Linked DNA regions of Mus musculus: regions 2 and 3 are each linked to region 1. Evidence: chromatin contacts called from public Hi-C and HiChIP or PLAC-seq data. All regions are on one chromosome and are shown on one strand. Each heading gives the region's core, a stretch centred on a gene start, on an enhancer-like site or on the middle of the called end of the contact. The rest is flanking DNA. Distances are from core to core; before and after follow the strand shown.

Region 1 (2,635 bases), core at 73-2,572:
GCCCCAGGACCATACTGAGAAACCCTGTCTTGAAAAACACCCCCCCGCCCCCCGGGGAAATGCCCAGATTTTAAAAAGACACCTTTTCCCTTTTCTGTCAGTGATTTACTTGAAGACATCTACCACCAGAATTGCGCAGCTGTCCACCACTCCAAAAGTATTTTGGGCCAAAGCAAGCTAGTGTCAAGAGCCCAAATCAAGGTTACTGGATCTTCTCCTCTTTAGCTTCAGCGGATGTTGTGGGATCTGTGATTAGCAGGATCCAGACCTATGTCAAATTTGAAATCTCCAAAGTAGGAAACCACACGGCAGAAACCCCCAAGTCGGACAAAAGGAAAGCTGGGTTTTTGTTTTTGAACCTCTCCTCAACCACTGGACATCCTGGGTTCCCACGGGGTGAACAGTTGGAAGGCGGCAGGTTCTCTCTAGGTTCCTAGCTACCCCGGGGTTTGAAACCTGACTTTTAACTGTTAATTCTTGGTCCAGCGAGGTCTTGGGAGTTTCTCTTGCGAAACCCACTTCCAGGATAATAACAACACAGCACCTACCTGGCGGGTGCTCGCTGAACGCGGCAGCGTCCCCCTGTCCTCAGGGACACAACAATCTGATGATCAGAGAGAGCCACACTGTCACCCGGACTGGGTCCGTGTGCGGATGCACGTTCAAGGGGGAAAGAACGCTGGAGGATGGATGGCTTTGAGGGGAGGGTGGAGGGGGTAGGAAAATGCAGGAGACGGACTCTCATCGCACTGGGACGTCGTCCTGCCAAGCCAAGTCCCTCTGATGAGTCCTTGGACTCCAGATGATAAATGTGAAAGCAAGGACAGGGGAGTGATAAAAAATAATGGGGTCCCCAAACCCGGAGGCGCTTGTATGCGCGCCCCAGATCCAAAGCGGCTTCCGAGAAAAGACCGGCCCCTCCACTGGGCCTGATCCCCCACCGGCCGGGCCTGCCCCGCCACCCACCCGCGCGCCGCTCACCTTCCAGCAGCCGTTGGATGATGCTGTCGATGTTGAGTTTGTCGATATCCGCCATCGCCGTCCCGCCGCCGACCCTCCCGCAGCAGCAGCAGCAGCAGCGGCGCCGCCGCCCGCTCGCCCCGGGGTCTCACTCGTCCTCCTTCCTCACGCCACGAGCCCCACGAGCGGTGGTGGCGGCGGCGGCGGTGGCAGCAGCAGCCGCGGCGGGTCCACCCCCCCCAGCCGCCCCGCTCCGCTCCGGGCTTCCTCCTCCTCTCGCCACTGGGAACCACGAGAAGAACAAGATGGCCGCCGACTCCTCAGGCCAGCCTCGGGCGGCGCACGGATGCGCGCGCGGGAGTGCAGCGGCCCGGCCGGGACTTCTTTACGGGCCCATAGAGCGCGCGGGAAGGGGGCGGGGCCGGCGCCGGGAAGGGGCGGGGTTTGAGCGCGTAGGGCGGGGGTGGGGCGGAGCCCGGGCGGAGACGGTTGAGCGCGACTCCGCCACCGCGCGCGGGATCCTTCCGCCAAACGGGCGGGGGAAATAGACCCCCTGTGGCGGGAGAGGGAAGTTGTGAAGTTGGCGCGCGCAAGTTGAAGGTGGACTTTGTCAGTCTGCTGCGCGCTGCGAGGCTCACCAGCTCCTTCCGGCTCTGCTGCTTGGGGACAGAAGTCTGACCGACATGGCGGGGTGGGAGTTCAACACTGAATCACCCCTCGGAGCCAATCTGGGGTGGGGTTGCTTGCCTGTGGAGAATCATAAAGAGGAGGAGGTTGGAACGTTGGGGATTCAAATACTCTGGCACATTGGTGAACAAGAAGAGCTAGATATACGGCTCCGTGGTGAGAATGCTTGTCGAGTATGTGTGAGACCTTGGGTTCAATTCCCAGCACTGGCAAAATTTCATAATACTGCAATAAAGCATCTACGATACAATATTTGGAAAAAAGAAGCCCCCAAGATAAGCCAAAAAAATGTTAATCCACTGTGAGTGGCACATTAAGTAATTTGTGTGAGCTTCTTGTGTGCGCTAATGCTCTTTTACATTTTAGAGAGAGGTTGGGAGAATTCTGTAAGGGTTGCTACTACCTATCTTTTGAATTATCTTTCTTGAACTCAGAAAGTTATATAATAATTTAAGAGATTTCCCCTGTATTTAGCCGGAGCTGGGTTGAATGAGCGTGCCGGAGCAGATAAAATGGGAATTTGCACATTTCCTGGGAGGTTGCTGTGCGTGCGCTCTGGGCCTCAGCGCATTCATCTGCTGCTTGCCTCTAGCTTCCTTGACTCCCCAGGGGCACCCCTTCACCTGAGGGGTCCCCAACTCTGCTGCCTCGCAGGCTAGCTGCCTATGGAAGAAAAATGCACACCCATCTGACCCATTTATCTCTTCCCAGTAGCACGCCAGAAAATTTACAAAATGTTCTCCCCCAGCCCCACCTCCAGTTCATGTTTCTCAAAGCAAGAGGGATGGATCTGAGGATTCCTTTCCATGAATGCCTTGCAAGGTTGTCTCCCCATAGAGAGACTCATTTTCTACAAGCTCTGTCTTCCCGTGGCCCCGCAGCATGGTGTGTGATGCACCCATCTAGATCTGAGCCCTTTTCCTGATGCTAGCCCCCGACAGTGGGGTTTCAGGATTCTCCCCAGCTCTCCTCAGCCCTCTGCTCCACT
Region 2 (2,635 bases), core at 61-2,560, 1.6 Mb before region 1:
CAAGATCCTGTCCACACACACAGAGTGGGAGGGGAATGTTGGAGTTAGCTAAAACTAAGGCTGTTTTGAAGGAGTTTTGTGTGTGTGTGTGTAGCCTAGAACTCACTGTATGGACCAGGCTGACCACAAACTCAGATATCCTTTTGCCTCTGCCACCTGAGTGCTGGGATTAAAGGTATGCGACATCTCTGCCTGGCTTGAAGGGTTGTTTGTTTGTTTGTTTTGTTTTGAATAACTTTTTCTTTTGAGTCAGCCTCTCACTGTGTAACTAAAGGTCTTGATCCTAACTTGAACTCAGGATCGTCCTACCTCAGCTCTAGACTCCTGGGATTTCAGTCAAGAGCTATCACGTCCTGCTTGTTCTGGGTTTTGATGGTTCCTGGGACTCTATTTGAATTGTCTGATAATATGCTATCTGGAAGCAGATAACATTTGGGCTAGGAATGTAATGAATAAAGGAAAAGAGCTCCTGCTAAGAACATAACACGACTTTAAATCCCAGCACTCAGGAGGCAGAGGCAGGTGGATCTCTGAGTTCTGAGCCAGACTGGCCTTTAACCTAGTACTTGGGAGGCAAAGACAGGACAAAGCTCTGTGAGTCTGGACTCAGACCACAGGCTAGACCAGTTATTCAGCACTCTACCAACTGACTTAACATTCCCAACCCTGAGGTTTATAGTCTTGAGGGAACAACAACGACAAAATGGTTGAACACTGTGTCAAGTATTTGGGTTTTTTTGGTTTTGGTTTTTTTTTTTTTTTTTTTTTTTTCCTTCGAGACAGGGTTTCTCTATGTAGCCCTGGCTGTCCTGGAACTCACTCTGTAGACCAGGCTGGCCTCGAACTCAGAAATCCGCCTGCCTCTGCCTCCGGAATGCTGGGCTGGGATTAAAGGCGTGCGCCACCACTGCCCCGTTTAAGACTACACTTTCTTCTGGTGAAAGAGAGCAAACAGGTGATAAACAGATTTTGACATCACCGAGTGCGGAAAAAAAACAGACGAGCCAATACAAGGTCATGAATCAGATGAAACACTATCGATGAAGCTATATCCACGAAAACTCAGACGGCCTGCCATCTAGAATCCTCTCTAATTTTTTTCTCCCGCCATCATCTAGAGATCGATAAAACCCAGAGACGGACTGAAGCCCCCTGCTGGTTCCACCTAACACTCCTCCCGCTCCCATCGAGCCGCAAGGCTGACGTCTCACCTGCAGCAGCTGACGAAATTAAAAAGAGAATTCTCAAGTGTCTCACACTTCTTCCCGACGGACACAACCGCCCCTACTCATTTTACCTTCCCTGCCACTGATTTGAATTGGCGGGAGAATACCGTGCTCAACCCCTTTTACGGAGGCCGGAGCAGGCCAAACTTGGCTCAAAATTGAGCGCGGAAACCGCCCCGCCCTAAACTAAATTGAATTCCCGATACCGAGCATCCATTCTGGGAGGTATCCTTGGCCCCACCCACTTCGTAGGCTTCACGCCACGCCCTTCGAGAGACTAACCAATCACCGCCTCGAACCGCGTTGTTATAGAAACTCTTATCGCCACCCACTTTTTCTCCCAGCAAGCTGCGCGCCTGGCCCGGCCTCATCCCCTTTTTTTTTTTTTTTTTTTCTTGTGCCATCCGGGTCTCTCGCGCAAGAGATTCAGTCTGTGGCGAAGCTTCGAGGCGGCCAGTACTGTTGAGTGCGGGCAAGCAGAGGCGCCGCCTTAGCGGCCGGGACTCAAAAAAATAATGGCGGTAGGTACTAAGTGGAGCTCGAAGGCCAGGCTGGGTTTTTTGTTTGTTTGTTTCTTTAACACAGAGTGGGCGACCAGCTCATCAGGGCTGTTGTCCGTGCCTGTGTGTGGACAAGATGGCGCCGCGGCCGCTCGCTGCGCTCGCCATCATGGCTTCCTGCTGCAGGGAGGGGGAGGTAAGGCCGTCTGGCTGGGGGTGGGGAGCCGCAGGGAATGGCTTGGTTTTTTCTTTCCCTCTCCAGAACTTTCCTCATCATTTTCCCTGACCCAGTATTTCTCCAGAAGCCCACCGAACTGTGGGGTTTAGCTCTTTGACCCAGACTGGTGTTAGGCTTTGCGTTTCCTAAGGCTTCTGCGTTCATGCTTGGCGCTTTATCGCATTTGACCGGAAAGGAAAAAAAGACCAGAAGTATCCTCTGGGACGCATCGGGTCAAAAGGCAGGCTCCTTAAGGCGCAGTGTAGGAGGACACAGTCTTTTTATTTGTTTGTTTATTTATCTTTGAGCGATCCCTCAGTGATAGGGCTACTTCTAGTTTTGCGAACCTTATTGGTTGAAACTGGGATTCACTTAAAGAGGGGAAAAAAAAGTCTATCTAGTTCCAGTCCCTTATGTTTTAAAGCGATTTATGAGGTTTTTTTTTGGGGGGGGTTGGTTTTTTTTTGTTTTTTGGGGTTTTTATTTTTGAGGCATGGTTTCTCTGTAGCCCTGGCTGTCCTGAAACTCGCTCTGTAGGCCATGCTGCCCCCGAACTCCGAAACCTTTGAGAACCGCAGCATTGTTTAAGACCCCCTTCCTGAACCAAATGGAAGCCGTATCTAAGAGACCTGAACAGGAAGCCTGCCCTGGATATATACTATGCTCATTGCTAATGAATCATATTAGCCTGT
Region 3 (2,635 bases), core at 77-2,576, 1.4 Mb before region 1:
ACTGGAATGCTGGAGTTACAGGCAGTTTTGAGCTGGAACCCCAACTCTGGTTCTCTGGAAGAACAGCGTGTTCCCACTAAGCCATCTCTCTCTCTTATTTTTTAAACTGTGTTTGCCTGAAAGTATCTATCAGTGCTGTGTGCCTTGCTCTCCTAGGTGAGAAAGGGGCACTAGATCCCGTGTTAGCATTTCTTCCAGGCTCTGCTGCGCAGTTACCTGGCAACAGCCATGTGTGCCTGACTCAATATAAAAGAGGCTGCTTGCGGCCCCCCCCCCCCCACTCTCTTACCTTCTCTCTTCCCTCTCCCTTCTCTCTCCTTTCCCCTTTCCTGTCTGTCTCCACGTGTTCCTGGCCGGCCTCTACGCCTCTATTTTCTCCCTCTCCCCCTCTCTCTTTCCCTTCCCCTTTCCCTCCTCTCCCCTCCCCACCTCCTTCCTCAACTCCCCTCCCCATCTCCCCATGCCCTAAATAAACTCTATTCCATACTATATCCGTCATATGGCTGTTACCTCATGGGGAAGGGATGTCTCAGCATAAGCTCGCAGAGGCACCACCTTCCACCTCACCATACCTCACTCTATCAAGCATATCCCTGGCTTCCTTTTCTTGTTTTATAAAACACAACACCCTGGAACCGGAGTTACAGATGGTCACGAGCTATACTGTGGATCCTGGGAACCTGGTCTATGGGAGAGCAGCAGGTGCTCTTAACTGGTGAACCATCTCTCCAGTCCATTTATTGTTTGTTTATGTGGAGACAGGTCTCACTGTGTAGCCCTGGTTGTCCTGGAGCTCGCTATGTTTACCAGGCTGGCCTTGAACTTGGAGAGATAAGCTTGCTCTGCGATTGAACCACTTACTGGGTGTAGTAAGGTGCATTTTGTAGTTTGGCCTCGATCGCCATTTTACACCAGTATTCTAGCTGTGAAGACACAAGGATGGTGCTTTTAAACGCGACAAATAACATCTAAATTCCATCCTTAAGACCTGGGGATGGTGGCTCACGTCTTTAATCCCAGCACTTAGGAGGCAGAGGCAGGCGGATTTCTGAGTTCGAGGCCAGCCTGTTCTACAGAGTGAGTTCCAGGACAGCCAGGGCTACACAGAGAAACCCTGTCTCGAAAACAAACAAACAAAGTCAATTTTCACTGCTCACCATTCTTAGGCATGGTAGGGAAATACTTTAGAAAGGGGCGGGGAGGGGACTCCTCCTCGCATGCGCACTAGGACCTTGAAGGAGCATCACTGTCAGCAGGACTCCGCCTTTCGCGTTCAATGTGCCTCAGCGACTCGGATCACGTGAACGTCCCGTCACGTGACGCAGGCGGCGTCTGGGGAAATGCGGGTGCCCGGGCAAGATGGCGGCGCACCTGTCGTACGGGCGAGTGAACCTGAACGTGCTGCGCGAGGCGGTGCGTCGGGAGCTGCGCGAGTTCCTGGACAAGTGCGCTGGGAGCAAGGTGAGGGACAGGGCCCCGGCGCCACCAAGCTTGGCCGGGCGGGACTGTGCGAGGCCGTGGGGGCGATCAGGTCGCCCGCTCAGTGACAGCCCCTGGCCGGGAGCTCCCCGACCTGCGAGACAGTTGTCCTTTCCAGCCTGGAAGCACGCACGCCCACAGCCCTCGGCACACAGCTTGTGAAAGACAAGCTGTCACTTCGTAACTTCAACATGGATCGTTTTTTGTCTAGATCGGGGACTTCATAGAATTTCCTTTCTTCCTGTTTTCCTCTCAGTGTTTGAGACAGGGTAACGCTGTGTAGCCCTCGAACTCACTGAGATCCACCTGTCACTGCCTCTGAGTGCTGGGATCGGCTCTCCATTTTATTTTTGAGCCTATTCCTGGCTATATAGACTGTTCCTGCCGGCACTCCTCCTTTCTCTCGCCTCTGGCACTACAGGCATGAGCCATGCTGTGAGGTTTTCTTTTAAGCATTTTTTCCCTCTATTCTGAGATTTATTAATCATACCCCATCCCTCTACAGGGAATGGGAAGTTCTAATCTGAAGAAAAAAACAAAACAGATGCTCAAAGAATCAGTTTTGGGCCCGGCAGTGGTGGCGCACGCCTTTAGCCCCAGCACTTGGGAAGCAGAGGCAGACGGATCTCTGAGTTCGAGGCCAGCCTGGTCTACAGAGTGAGTTCCAGGACAGCCAGGGCTACACAGAGAAACCCTGTCTTGAAAAAACCAAGAACACTCCCTACCCCCACCCACCCAAAAAGAATCAGTTTTGTAAACATAGCTCCAACTAAGTCATTGAGTCAAAAAGGCAGATTATTAAATCACAGGGGGCAGTATTAAACTGAAAATGATGTCGAAATCAGATATAATAGATTGTGTGGACCAGGTTTACAAAGTGTTTCTCCTGGAGGAAGCAGGGATCTTTGATGCCAGTATCATGAAATTTCCCCCTTTGTGGAAGGTTCTTTTCGACCCTTAGGCTATAATGTGACCAGAGCCTTTAAAAATCCTAACTCTAACTTTTAGAAGAATATTCTGGAAAGGTGGCTTAGAGGTGAAGAGGGAGTGTAGCTCTTCCAGAGGAGCCCAGATCAGTTGCTGGCACCTACAGACAACCACTTGTAACCCCAGATCCTTGGAAATTTGATGGATCTGGCCTCTGAGGGGAACCGCA

Evidence for each region. A called contact is a pair of places that touch in the nucleus more often than the background predicts. HiChIP or PLAC-seq counts read pairs in DNA pulled down with a chosen protein or histone mark.
Region 2: a Hi-C map of myocytes shows a contact between it and region 1, with 5 times the contacts expected there. The contact joins the promoter of Kntc1 here to the promoter of Ppp1cc in region 1. A contact is called at or near these places in 1 of 39 promoter capture datasets (pre-B cells), 1 of 484 Hi-C or Micro-C datasets (myocytes) and 1 of 9 other capture datasets (adipose tissue).
Region 3: a contact with region 1 is called in an HNF4G HiChIP or PLAC-seq map of pancreatic cancer cells. The contact joins the promoter of Vps33a here to the promoter of Ppp1cc in region 1. A contact is called at or near these places in 2 of 39 promoter capture datasets (erythroid cells and pre-B cells) and 1 of 115 datasets of contacts at active chromatin or transcription factors (pancreatic cancer cells).

The regions. Positions count from the first base shown.
Region 1 is chr5:122,156,962-122,159,596 of GRCm38.p6, reverse strand. It overlaps Ppp1cc (protein phosphatase 1 catalytic subunit gamma), which reads right to left and starts at 1,322. Exons shown (of 7, transcript NM_013636.4): 1 at 982-1,322. The coding sequence starts at 1,036.
Region 2 is chr5:123,748,401-123,751,035 of GRCm38.p6, reverse strand. Kntc1 (kinetochore associated 1) reads right to left here and starts at 1,310. Exons shown (of 64, transcript NM_001042421.1): 1 at 1,212-1,310. It overlaps Rsrc2 (arginine/serine-rich coiled-coil 2), which reads left to right and starts at 1,622. Exons shown (of 10, transcript NM_001005525.2): 1 at 1,622-1,747. The coding sequence starts at 1,742.
Region 3 is chr5:123,571,706-123,574,340 of GRCm38.p6, reverse strand. It overlaps Vps33a (VPS33A CORVET/HOPS core subunit), which reads left to right and starts at 1,326. Exons shown (of 13, transcript NM_029929.3): 1 at 1,326-1,461. The coding sequence starts at 1,360.